Regions from separate parts of the Mus musculus genome. Here all the other regions are linked to region 1. A link is a contact called in public Hi-C data. All regions are on one chromosome and are shown on one strand. The core of a region is the stretch at or near the end of the contact, and the rest is flanking DNA. Distances in the headings are between cores, read along the strand shown.

Evidence for each region. Hi-C and Micro-C count contacts between places; a contact is called where the count stands out from the background.
Region 2: a contact with region 1 is called in a Hi-C map of Sertoli cells, with 5 times the contacts expected there. The contact joins the enhancer-like site here to the promoter of 1700072F12Rik in region 1. A contact is called at or near these places in 1 of 15 datasets of contacts at CTCF or cohesin (embryonic stem cells), 18 of 484 Hi-C or Micro-C datasets (B cells, DN2 thymocytes, LSK cells and 10 more), 12 of 115 datasets of contacts at active chromatin or transcription factors (bone marrow-derived dendritic cells, cardiomyocytes, craniofacial prominence and 8 more) and 2 of 9 other capture datasets (adipose tissue and liver).
Region 3: a Hi-C map of brain shows a contact between it and region 1, with 4 times the contacts expected there. The contact joins the enhancer-like site here to the promoter of 1700072F12Rik in region 1. A contact is called at or near these places in 4 of 484 Hi-C or Micro-C datasets (brain, cortical neurons, myocytes and 1 more) and 1 of 9 other capture datasets (embryonic stem cells).

The regions. Positions count from the first base shown.
Region 1 is chr13:57,280,081-57,284,120 of GRCm38.p6, reverse strand. It overlaps 1700072F12Rik (a long non-coding RNA gene), which reads right to left and starts at 1,758. Exons shown (of 2, transcript XR_873502.1): 1 at 1,714-1,758; 2 at 855-1,491.
Region 2 is chr13:56,804,243-56,808,282 of GRCm38.p6, reverse strand. It overlaps Trpc7 (transient receptor potential cation channel, subfamily C, member 7), which reads left to right. Exons shown (of 12, transcript NM_012035.3): 7 at 3,506-3,770. Among named protein-coding and RNA genes, the nearest start is that of Gm52066, 40 kb to the right of the region's middle. Within about 2 kb of position 2,237, at least 37 of the 459 cell types and tissues checked have an H3K27ac peak or open chromatin away from gene starts, as enhancers often do. A contact at or near this core is called in Sertoli cells and forebrain, where this site is marked.
Region 3 is chr13:57,635,846-57,639,885 of GRCm38.p6, reverse strand. All of the region lies in intron 4 of Spock1 (sparc/osteonectin, cwcv and kazal-like domains proteoglycan 1), which reads left to right. Among named protein-coding and RNA genes, the nearest start is that of Gm33240, 190 kb to the right of the region's middle. Within about 2 kb of position 2,320, at least 25 of the 459 cell types and tissues checked have an H3K27ac peak or open chromatin away from gene starts, as enhancers often do. A contact at or near this core is called in brain and cortical neurons, where this site is marked.

The DNA of each region.
Region 1 (4,040 bases), core at 509-3,008:
AGGAGGTAAAATACAGAGTCAAAAAGAATGAAATTCAGTCATCCCCAGCGCCATGGCCAGGAGTAGAACATATCATGTTACATGGAATAGGTAGCTCAGCCAGCACAGAAAGGCTGAAAGGTTCCTGTTCTCTTTCGCTTCCCGGGGTCAAAGAAAAAATGTCAACTGTTAACAGAATAGGAAAGGCAGAGGGGGAAGAAAGGTATGAAATGGAAGGTTGAATTTGATCACTGCATACTAGTTACACACATGTAAATATCACACCAAATCTCATTAATGTGTACAATTCAACATGTTAATTGATTTTTAAAAAGAAACAAGATTTCTAAGACTCTGGACACAAAGTCTCACACCAGTGTACTCTGTGAGTCCACACTCCCATGCCAGAAAAAGAGGAGGGTGGAGGATGATCACAGGGAGGAGGGTGGCAGGGAGGACCATCATAGGGAGGAGGGTGACAGGGAGAATTATCATAGGGAAAAGAGAGGCAGGAAGGACTGTCACAGGGAGGAGGGTGGCAGGGAGTACCATCACAGGGAGGAAGGTGGCAGGGAGGATCATCATAGGGAGGAGGGTGGCAGGGAGGACAGTCCCAGGAAGCTAAGAGGGTGAAGAGATTCTGAGGAGCTGTGGGCAGATGTGTGTTATTTACTTCTGTCAAAGACTGCTAGGCAGGCACTCAAGCATAATCTTATACACAATCAAGCACACACACACACACACACACACACACACACACACACAGAGAGAGAGAGAGACAAAGAGAGAGAGAGAGAGAGAGAGAGAGAGAGAGAGAGATGGGCACACAGGATGCACAGAGGTGGGCACACTGACCTAGAGCCACACACCCACTCTGCCCTCAAGGCCATGTTTATACAGAATGACACGAATGTGTCTGAAAAAAAATTAGATAGCATTTGAAATCACTCTGTACTTTGGGCTTCCCCAGACATTAGGTATCAGCTAACTTGTGCTGACTCTTGGCCCCAAATTGTCCACTGCTAGTCACAATTTAGCTGATTTGTCCCACCTATCCATATCAGTGCCATGTTGTCTAACTATAGCCTGGGCCTTGTGTTCTTCTGTTTTCCACACTACCCGTCTCCGGATTTTCAAGCCTTTAGCTTTAGACTGGCTGGCGTCTGTGGTTCCTTCCGGGCTCTGCTTCTTTGAAGAATTCTGGTAGATCACACATGGAGATTTAGGGAGGGTGTGAGTGAGAAGCGACCTGTTAATTGGCTTTTGAAGAATGACTAAGACCATGCTAGCTCCGAGGGTGGGAAAGTTAGCTCGGAGAAACGGTGAAGAACGGGTATAGCAGAGAGCTCCGTGGGGCCTGGAGAGCAGAATAGAGCAGCAGAGCGCAGAGAGCTCAGAGTCCACCTTGCAGGGAGGGCACCTTGTCCAGTCTGCGCTGCCGTGGCAGCTTGAGAAGCTGGGAAGTTCTTGGTGTCAGTAGACTCACTCCCTGGTTCCACACAGCATCTTCTGCTGCAAACCCCCGGGCGGGGGGAGGGGGGGATGTAACACTGTATCACACAGAAGACTGGGGACGGAGGGATTTTTCTCTCCCAGTCCCTTTGTATAACAGTATCAATCTACGCACAAGGGCAGGGCCGGCCTGTGTGAACTGAATACCTCCCACCAGGCCCCAGCTCTTAAAGTTCATGCCTGAGACTTGTCCAGCGCACAGATTTTGGAGGGGCCACTCACACGGCAGCAGAAGATGAGCGCTCCTGGGCCATAGCAGCAGCGCGGGTGTCAGGAAGCAGGGCGTGGCGCCTGTCAGGTAGCACCAGGAGAGGCTCGACTGTGAGGTCAGCATTGGACCAAAACACAAGGAAGGCCTTTGTTCTCCCACACGGAGCCACGAGTGCGTCTCGGGAAAGGGATGAGATGGGTTTAGTCCCATTCATTCATCCCGGATGCAGTAGCAGTAGAGGCTGAGGTGAGCATGGGAATTGAAGTGGTGCAGAGAACATCATTAAGGAAGCTATGGCCGTGGACCAGGCAGGGAGGGGCAACTTTAGAGAGCATAAGCAAGCCTTCTGCCTGAGCTAATGTGACCATACATCAACAGTTCCCACAGAACAAAGTGTACAAACGTGCAGAGCTTCTTCGTGACCTTTATCGACTCCTGGCTCTATTAAACTCTGAAAGGAAAATGTGAATTTGGCCTTATATCCATGGGAGTGAGTGTGACGTTAACATACCCACCTAAAACAATTCAATGTCTTTTTAAATCATGGCCCCACATTCATTTTAAAACACAATTGTTCACTTGTGTGGATAAATCATGCAGAAAGAAACCCAATGAGTCTCATTGGAAAAGCGCTCTGTACATGGGCTACTAGTTTAATATTCCTTCAGCGGACAGCCCCTGCCCCTAAGAGGAACCATCTCAAAACCTGACTGTGCCTGATTGTTTCTGAAGTAGAGTAAGGCCCACAGTGCCCCCTGCTGGCAACTTGGAGATATAGCTTCATTGAGAGCTTTTTTTGTTGTTAGTTTTTGACTAAATGAAATGGTTGTTAATGTTAGTTTTCTCTATATGGAGATTGAAATAAATGAATCGCTTGGGAGCAATGGTTGCTGTTGAAATGGGGGATCAAGAAGGAAGCTACTTTTGGTTGGACAACGTAAAGGAGACAGGTGAAGTATTAAGCAAAAGAAATGCAAAGGCTAAACTTGGTATCTAAAATTAGGTTGTGTCAACACAACATACACACACGAACACACAGGCACATACACTCACACACACACACATGCGCGCGCATGTGCACGCACACGACCCCAAAAACATCACATGCCTGTGCTCACCCAGGAGGCCTTTATAAGCACTGGATGTAACAACACAGCTGGAACATGTGCTGTTGGCAGAGGCTCGAGTTTCCTCATGTAAATGCTAAAATTCTCTTATGGGAGTGTATGTGGCATACATTGTACAGAGAGGATTGCTAGAAAATATCAAGAATTGTAAACAAGGTTACAGACCTTTGACCTAACATTCATCCTTTCAGAATCTATCCTAAGAGGTAGAGAACCAAAGTGTGTAAGTGGTGTGTATATAAAAGATTCTCAGGCTAAGTGGATGACTCAGTGACTAAGAGGGCTTGCAGAACAAACACAAGGACCTGAGTTCAAATCTTTCCTAAATAAAAACGAGGCATGGCTTCATGTGCCTGGTACCCCAGCACTGGGAAAACACTTAGGAGGATGACGGGAGTTTGCTGGCCAGCACACAGAGTCAAACCTCAGACTATAGGTTCTTTGGCGAGAAATCCTGTCTCAAAAGAACAAAGTGAAAAGTGACTGAAGGGATGCCAATGTCCTCTGCTGGCTTCCTTGTGCATGCCCGAGAGTGTGCACATGTATACACACATGCATACACCATACCTACAATGCAAAGGCACTCAGTAGCAAGAATGGAAGCTGTAAGTGATCCCAGTTGACCATCCCAACATAGAGAAAACACCTAAATTAAGTTGTTGCATCTATAATGGTGCTACTTAAAGACAAAGTTTCTAGAGGGTTCCAATTAGGTCAAAACATGTAGGATGTTAAAAGAAAAGGTCAGCCGGGTGTGGTGGTCCACGCCTTTAATCCCAGCACTCGGGAGGCAGAGGCAGGCAGATTTCTGAGTTCGAGGCCAGCCTGATCTACAAAGTGAGTTCCAGGACAGCCAAGGCTGTCCAGAGAAACCCTGTCTCGAAAATAAAAAACAAAAACAAAAAACAAAAAACAAACAACAACAGAAAGAAAGAAAGAAAGAAAGAAAGGAAGGAAGGAAGGAAGGAAGGAAGGAAGGAAGGAAGGAAGAAAGAAAGAAAGAAAGAAAGAAAGAAAGAAAGAAAGAAAGGAAGAAAGAAAGAAAAGGCCATATGTGCCAAATTTACTAGAGACCTGTGGAAACAAGGAGAAAAATCTTTGCAACCTTAGATAAAATATTTTAAAAAAGCAAATAATGTTCGATGGCAAGGAGGTGACTAAGCTACCTCAGTAAACTTCTGATAGAGATTAAGGTGTTTGAAGTCACTTTA
Region 2 (4,040 bases), core at 988-3,487, 480 kb after region 1:
TAGGGCTCTTATGATGTTACCAGAAGCACAATATTATTTTATATAAGAGAAAATCCTGGCCCTCAATTAATTGAAAAATCATAGCCTATATTTTTCTTTTATTTTTGTGTATGGCTGTTTACATACATGTACGTCTGTGCACCCACATGCATACCTGGTCCTAGCAGAGGTTCAGAGCCATCATGTGAAGGCTGGGAATTGAACCTGGGGCCTCTGGAAGAGCAGCGCTCTTAACCACCAAGCCATCTCTGCAGCCCCCAGTTAGCTAATTTTGTTCCAAACCTTTAAAATTAGAGAGATCTGGAGTCAAGTCTAGCTCCATACTTTACTTTCTATTTTTGTTTAGTTAACTTTTGTGTGTCCACTTCTCATGTGTAAGATGAGGATTAAAATCTCTTAAGTCATTTTTTTGTTTTGTTTTTTAAAAAAAAACTCTTAAGTCAAAAGGTTTGTTTTGGGTTAAATAAAAATGATGCAGATTGAAGATGTGTGCATTATCCATGATCATAGTAAAAGTTCACTAGGTGGTAACAGTTATTATCAATACTACCTCTTTTTTTAAAAACCTCATTCACTGTACTCCCGTGTTGTAAAAGAGAATGATAACAGGGTGAGGAGGGAAGGCTTGGAGATTTTGGGGGGGGGAGCAGGGGAGGGGAGGAGGGAGGAGGTTTGGGAATTAGGGGTGGGGTGGAGGTGGTAGTGGAGGTGGTGGTGGAGGAGGTGGGGTAAGGATGGGGTGGAGGGGGGTGGTAGAGGTAGTGGAGGAGTTGGGGGTAGGGGGATGGAGGTCGAAGTGGAAGGGGTGGAGGTAGTGGGGGATTAGGGGTAGGGGGCGGAGGTGATTGCTGCTTAGTAAGTATTAATTACTGTCACATATTTTAAAGGGGTTGAATGTCAAATGTCCCTCCTGGTAGATAAAAACAAATGGCCCTTCTAACCACAGAATGGCGGGGTACGGCCATGACCTTTAGCGAACTGTCCACGTAACGCAAATGTGGTAAAAGATGAGCAAGCTCCTGTCACAACCACTGCTTCCTGCCCCTTGCTCCCAACATTTGCTGGCTAACAAATGCAGGGTTTTCTTGAATCATGTATGTTTTCCGGTCTATGCTGCTTTGGCGTCTCGTGGAAAGATGGGCGCACTCTCCTTAATGTCACGATGCAGGCTGCAGCATTGTTCTATGTTGACTTCTATTCCCCTGTGAGTTGTATTCGGTCCCAGCTCAGCCCACAGCACAATACTGTCCTTGCCTTTTCCGGTTCACCTTGGGCGCTTGGAAATGTTCCGGAGCTCTTGCTGCGCGCATGAGCTCCAGCTATGGGGGCCGAGCGCCCTCTTGTGGCGAGCCTTGCCGGCGAGCCGTGCAACCAGTTCAGTATCAAAAACGTAGGCTGGAAGAGAGGTGGGTTCAGGTTGTGTGAAAAGACTTCTTTTCTGATGGAAACAGCTCCAAGATGAACATCCCTTTGTGTGAATCACGCAGTGCCGTTTGTTTTATGCCCACCCAGCTGTGACAAGCTGGTTCAGGCAGAGTCATCTGCACCGGAAGTCCAACCTCGGCCTCCAGGAACATAGTTCCAGAAACTACAGCTACCTCGGAGCAGCTTTTTCTGTTACAGCTGAGATGGAAGGTGGAGAATTGTAGGTGACATTAAGACAGGAACTCATTTTAGTGCCTGTTTAATAGAAACATTTCATGATTTCATGTGAAATGTATGTGTTATTTATCCATAGAGAGCAGCAGGTATTTTAGAAAATACATACTTTGTCTTTCATGGGTTTCTGAATTCTGACTTTGGTAAGAACTTAAAATCTGTGTTATTGCATTCCAAATGTAATTTGGAATGCGCTACATTAAACTGTCGGCACAGCTTCCCTTACTAAAGGTTTCTCTCTATTATAATTAATTTAACAGAGAGCCTAGCTTTGAAAATAAAGAATAAAGTTCCTTCCCCCCTCCATCTCCCGTGGGGTGCCAAGAATCGCCTTGTAATAGGCTCTCTATTTGCACTTACTGGCTCAGAAAAGGGCCCCATACCCCCAAATCCAATCTTTAAAATGGCAACAGTAATGCCTGCTCTACGGGGCTGTTGTGAAAATCACAGCTAATTTAGTGTGCGGGCTAATTTAAGTTTCTCAATGTTTTTCATTTAAGCTTCGTTCAGCAGTTCTCAACGGGGATGCTGCTGGCTTTGTCAGCAGGGCAGTTTGTACCGCGTGGTGCAGTCTGGGGCGATAGAGGATGTTCAGCATCTGGGGAGTACTCTTGCCCAGACACTGAGAAGCAGGCACCAGCACTGTCCAGGAGGGAGGTAACGGCCCTCGCCTGAGACGTACTGTTTGTCCTGACACCTAGGAGCCAGGCTGAGTGCTGTTCCTTAGACAGTAGGCCTGTGGTAAGGCCCAGTAGAGGCTCACTCAGCTATAGCGATTCTTGTAAGGCAGCTCGGGCCACAGGACTCACCAGTAAACACCAACATTGTCCCTCCAATAGTGCTGTGGCAAGGCTGTGTGGCTGGTCACCCCCTTTGAGACCCTCACTCAGTCAGTGAGAAAGGCTGCCAGCATATACTTTTGGGGTGAAGGGAGGGACAGAGCAAGATTATGTTCACAGGCAGACCCTTCAGATTCCTGGTCCCCGGAAACTGATTTGTTCTGGCTTGTGGCTATCTGAACATGTGGTTCGAAGTCTGTTCAGCCACTTCACAGGCATTTATCCGTGCCTGCTCTGCACAGACCCTGCCCCAAGCTCTTGGCATGTGTGGCTTAACAGTCAAAGTCATTCAAGGCTAGTGAGATTGTCTGCCGTGATCACACACAGGGACAGTGTGGCTCAGAAAACCCAGTTGACTGAGTCCAGCCCATGCTGGTCTCTACTGCCTCCTCATGCTTCCCCAGTGTGGGGCTCAGCTCCTGTGCATGGAGGAGGGGAATGTGATGGTTAGCCCTGCAGCCTTTGTCAGAATGGATATACACGGGACACCACAGGAGCTCACGGGAGACCAGGAACCCCACCCAGACTGCTGGAGTTAAGGGCAGCTTCTGGAAAGAGATCACTCCTAAACTGAATCATGAAGGATGGCTGGGAATGAGTCAGATCTGAAGTTAAGTTCTGAGCAGGAGAGACAGTTCATTCCAAAAGAATGGCATCTCGTGTGCTAGGATTACCCAAAGGCAGAGAGGACAACCGAGAATGCTACCTGTGCCTAACGGGCAGAGAGATTGCTCAGCAGTACAGAACGCTTGCTGCTCTGCAAAAGGACCAAGTTCCAGCACCCCTTCAGATGGCTCACAACCACTTGTAACTCCTGCTTGAAGGGCTCTGAAGCCCCTCTACCCTTCTTGGGTCACTGCACCCATGCAGACATAAAATAATAAAATCAAGTCTTTAAAGATGCCTACCAGAGCAGGTTCCCCCCCACACACACACACACACAAGTAACACACACACACACACACACACACACACACACACAAGTAACACAGATTCTTTCCTTTCAGCCAGGGATAAGTGGTGGCCTTCAGACCCCCAGATCATCTCGGAAGGGCTGTACGCCATTGCGGTTGTCCTCAGCTTCTCCCGGATCGCCTACATCCTGCCAGCCAATGAGAGCTTCGGACCTTTGCAGATCTCCCTGGGAAGAACTGTGAAAGACATCTTCAAGTTCATGGTCATTTTTATCATGGTATTTGTGGCCTTTATGATCGGAATGTTCAACCTGTACTCCTACTACCGAGGTGCAAAGTACAACCCAGCGTTTACCACGTGAGTACCCGCTGCACGCTGCTCCCTCCCAGATGCCATCTCTGGGCATCTGGGGAGTCCCTGTGGACCTCCTTCAGGCAGTTCATTGCAGAACTCAGGCCTCCTTGAGGTTGGTGTGAGTTTTGCTCTCATTGTTTTAAGGTTTAGGTTCTGACATTAGAAGAACAAAGGACTTAAATCCCCCACTTTGCCACTATGTAGCTAAGGCTAGCCTGCAAAGGATGATGCAGATGAGGTTAGCCTTGAACTCAGAGATCTACCTGCCTCTGC
Region 3 (4,040 bases), core at 1,071-3,570, 360 kb before region 1:
GTTGCTGGAATTGAACTCAGGACCTTGGGAAGAACAGTCAGTGCTCTTACCCGCTGAGCCATCTCGCCAGGGTTGGTGCTATGTATGGGCTTCTTTCTCGCTGGTCCACACTGAGCCATTTTCAACAGGATACTAGCCCAGTCATAAAGTTGGCATGCATGGAGTTCTGGAGGTTTTATTTAGTTCACTCTATACAGCTGTGTTTATTTATAAGCTTCCGTGCTGCTAACCAGACATTAGTACTGATGTCAAGAAGAAAATTAAAAAACAGTACAAACATCTAATGTTTAGCAAACCGATATGACTTGCTGGGCATGATCTTTTGAGCATGTGTGAATGTCTGTATGTGCAGGTGTGAGTGTGTGTGTGCATGTGTGTGAAGGGCAGTGGTTGAATGTAGATATCCTCCTCATCTTCTACCTTATGATTTTGAGACAGGGTCTCTCCCTGAACCTGGAGCCTGGAGCTCACTGATTCAGCTAGATTATCTATCCAGAGCGCTCCAAGTATCCACCTCCCTAGCACAAGGACTATAGACACTCACTGAAGCACCGGGCATTAAAATCTGCAAGTGCCAGGAATTAAACTCAGGTTTAATTACATTCTTGTGTGACAAGTACTTTACTGACCAAGCCATCTTCTAAGTCCCAGAGGACTTAACTGATGTGTCCCATGAACTACAGGTAAGGCATTGCTACTTCTATTTCATGGAGGAATTAAAAAACCCTACGAGACCTGAGCTGGTTAAGTAACCAGGGTTTCTAACACGTGCATAGCATGGGATTTAAGTCCAAATCTTCCAGAATCTGGGCCAGACTTTCTTTTCCTCAAGCCTTGTCTAAATCTTGCCAGCTTCTGGGCTTCAGAGAGTTGTGATTTTCCTTCCCTCTGCAAGTGGCAGACATCCCCAGTCTGCATCATTTCAGAGAGATTTTTGGAGAGCATCCCTGCAGCCAGCCTGATGAATTGATGGAAGAGTGGCTGCTGCGCAGTCGCTTTTTGACATGAGCAGCTTCTGGTTGGCATGAATGGAGTCGGAAAGACATTACAAATCATAATGTTGTTGGCCAGGTAGAGTGAATAACATCTGCAGTCTGGGACAGGCTGGGGCAGGCTGGGATGCTGTCAACTCATTTACACAGTATCCTGTGCTAAATTCTCAGGGATTAGAGGGGGAGGGGGTTTCTCATTTAACTGAAGCATGCAGGTAAACATGGTAATGCTCTCCTAAGGGGAGAAAGGAGTGTAAATTGTGATAATGATAAGAAAGCCAACATGGTAAACATCAGTAATTAGCTGTGGCTTCCCAAGACTTCCCTGGCTGATGGCAGCAGGATGTTGGGCCAGGATAATGTCCCATGTCAGTTCCTCAGAGTAAGTGTCATGCCTTTGGCCTGGCCTCCTCATCTTTGGGAAATGTTCTCCTCCAATCCAGGTGGTGAGACTACAGCTCTCTCCCCTGCCATCCGTGCATACCACCCTCCTTGGAGAAGCGGACCTATCTCTTCCAGGAGTGTGGGGTGGCTCCATGACCGCCAAAGGCTGTACCTTAGACGTGACGAAGGTTGGTCTACCATGCCCGTGGTGTCTGTTGTCCCATCCGAGACTTTAAAAGCCGTCTTCAGTTAGTTATTTGTTCAACCAAGGTGATCGTTAGCCTAAATGAAGTTGCTCGGAGAGTGGTGCACTCATTAGGCAGAGAGTGGCTGGAAGGAGCTCAACTCTCATCATTTCTTAGAATAACTCGAACCTTGGCTAGAGGGTTGACTTTCACCTTTGTGCAACAGCAATCAACATTTAATGAGTTGAAGCACTTTGATTTGTGATTAGAGCACATCAAGGCTGTGAATATGCATGGCGTTCTTAAAGCCCCACATCGGATCTGCCTCAGCTTTGAGGAAGCCGCCTGTCCGGCGCGCGCGTCTAGAGGCTCACAATGAATATGGATACAGCCGATTATTTATAGAACCACTTCTATTCCCATCCTTGGTCTTTACAAAGTTATTTTTGAATTTACTGTGACCTGATTTTTAATTCCGGGGAAGAATGCTTGCCACCCGCCCTGCTCCCTCTTAGAGTCTGAGTTCCGTCCGGGAAGGAGCCCTCTTCAGCTAGCAAACATCTTAATCACTCCCTCACTGCCTGATGGAAATGACTTTTGAACTCCATTGAAGCCTCTGAGCATTGTCCCGTCCCCCCTTGCTCACCAGTTCTCCTGGCAGGATTTATGCATCAAGCACCAAGAAATTGATAGAGGCTGTGCATCGGTGTGTCTGTATTGCTGCGTACGCCTGCCTAGAATACAGAACGTCCCCTCTCAGACAGGGTTGAACGTCAGCTCGTGCCGGCGTTAATCTGGCTTCTCTCGCTCATCACATTGCACAGAGCCTTTTGGGATTCTCTTTATTTTCCACAATTAGAGCATTTTTAAAAATCAAATTTGTGTCACCTATAGACTCGGGAGTGACAAGTGTTCTGGCTCAGGTGACGAGAGCCTTGAGCAGCCACATATGCCTTCCCCTCCTGCTCTCTTATTTCTCTCCGGATTTCACCTTCTCTCACCAGCTGGTGTTAGAAATCAGGAGGGTTTGTGCCGTGCCCAGAGTCTTGGTTGTCAAGAGAGGCTGAGTCATAAGACCAGGATCAGTATGGCTCAAGAATGATAGCATCCTTGGGCTTACAGCCCATGCTCTGCCCAGGAGGTCAGTAGTGGATTGTTCTTCAGCACCCCAGCTTGTCCCTGTGTAGCGGTGAGTTAAGGGCTGGAGTATCTGTCCACACCATCTCCTCCATGACACTGATGAATGTGCATCCTGCTGTGATAGACTTTCAATGTGAATTTTAGTCCCAGGCTTCTTTCTTGTCATGGCTGTCTCTGTGGAAAGGAGCTGGCTGGGTTTTCAGGGAGGTCCTTCCGTTCTATCAGAGAGTGATGTTGTTCACACGGCCAGGAAGAGACAACAGGCCCTGTCTGGTACAGCTTACCCAAACCAGGACTAAGATACCTCTCTGTAGGTGCAGATAATCATTTGGCTTCCCTTTCCATTTTTCTAGAGATTTCCATCTCCTTGCTTGCCACATGAGCTGTGCCTGTGAAACATTTCCAAGAGTTAACATAGGATTTGGCACCGGGGACTGGATTATATCCCAAATGTGGCATCTCTGGGACTTAGTTAATAAGGTTATGTTTATATTACCAGGAAGAATATTAAAATCCTCCCCCCACCCCACCCCAACAGCTCGGAATGTTACAATAGCGTTGGTCCCGAGGCCTAACAGGAATGAAGCACGTTATTAATTTCGAAACATCTAGGTAGACTGGTCCTTCCTCCCCTTTAGGATTTAATGATGAGAATGGGCATTTGTGAAATTGACTGAGTACTCTTTGGGGAATGCTTATTAAAACCCTAACATCATCTCAGAGTTCTGTAACACTTTCATTATCAGCTGTAATCTCATTAGGACTGTTTTGTTTTGTAATCTCCACTCCATCCAGGGGGCCCCCAGGCATGCACCATGCTTCCTCGCTGGCACGGCCCTGGTGCTGCTTTTGTTCTGATGAAATAATTCTTTCCCTTTTCTGTCAATCAGACCCTAGCTCCTGCCACTCAGTGTTGGCCATTGTTTTGCTGGTGGCTTTCTCCCTTCCTGAGCCAACTCCATTGGACAGCTGCTTTGATATTTATCTTGTTTTCTCTCTCCCCGCAAAACTACACCCTAAAAACACCAGTGGGCCATTTTGCATTGTGAAACAGAGGTCAGCTTGCAAAGCGCATCCAGATATCCCCATCCCGGTGCGTCAGTTCACAGAGCTGTGTACAGAGACCATTTCTAGGTACATAGTCAAAGTTTGGGGAGGCTTCTAACCACGCTAAGCCTCCACTTCCTCATTTCCAGAGACACGGCTTATCCATCCATCCACCTGCTCTATACTTAGTGACTAGAATTAGGTGCAAGGTCCAGGTCTTGCTACAAAAGGAACAAGTATTTATTCTGAGCCAACTGTGAACCACCATGTTGTGCACTTGGGTTTGGGCTGT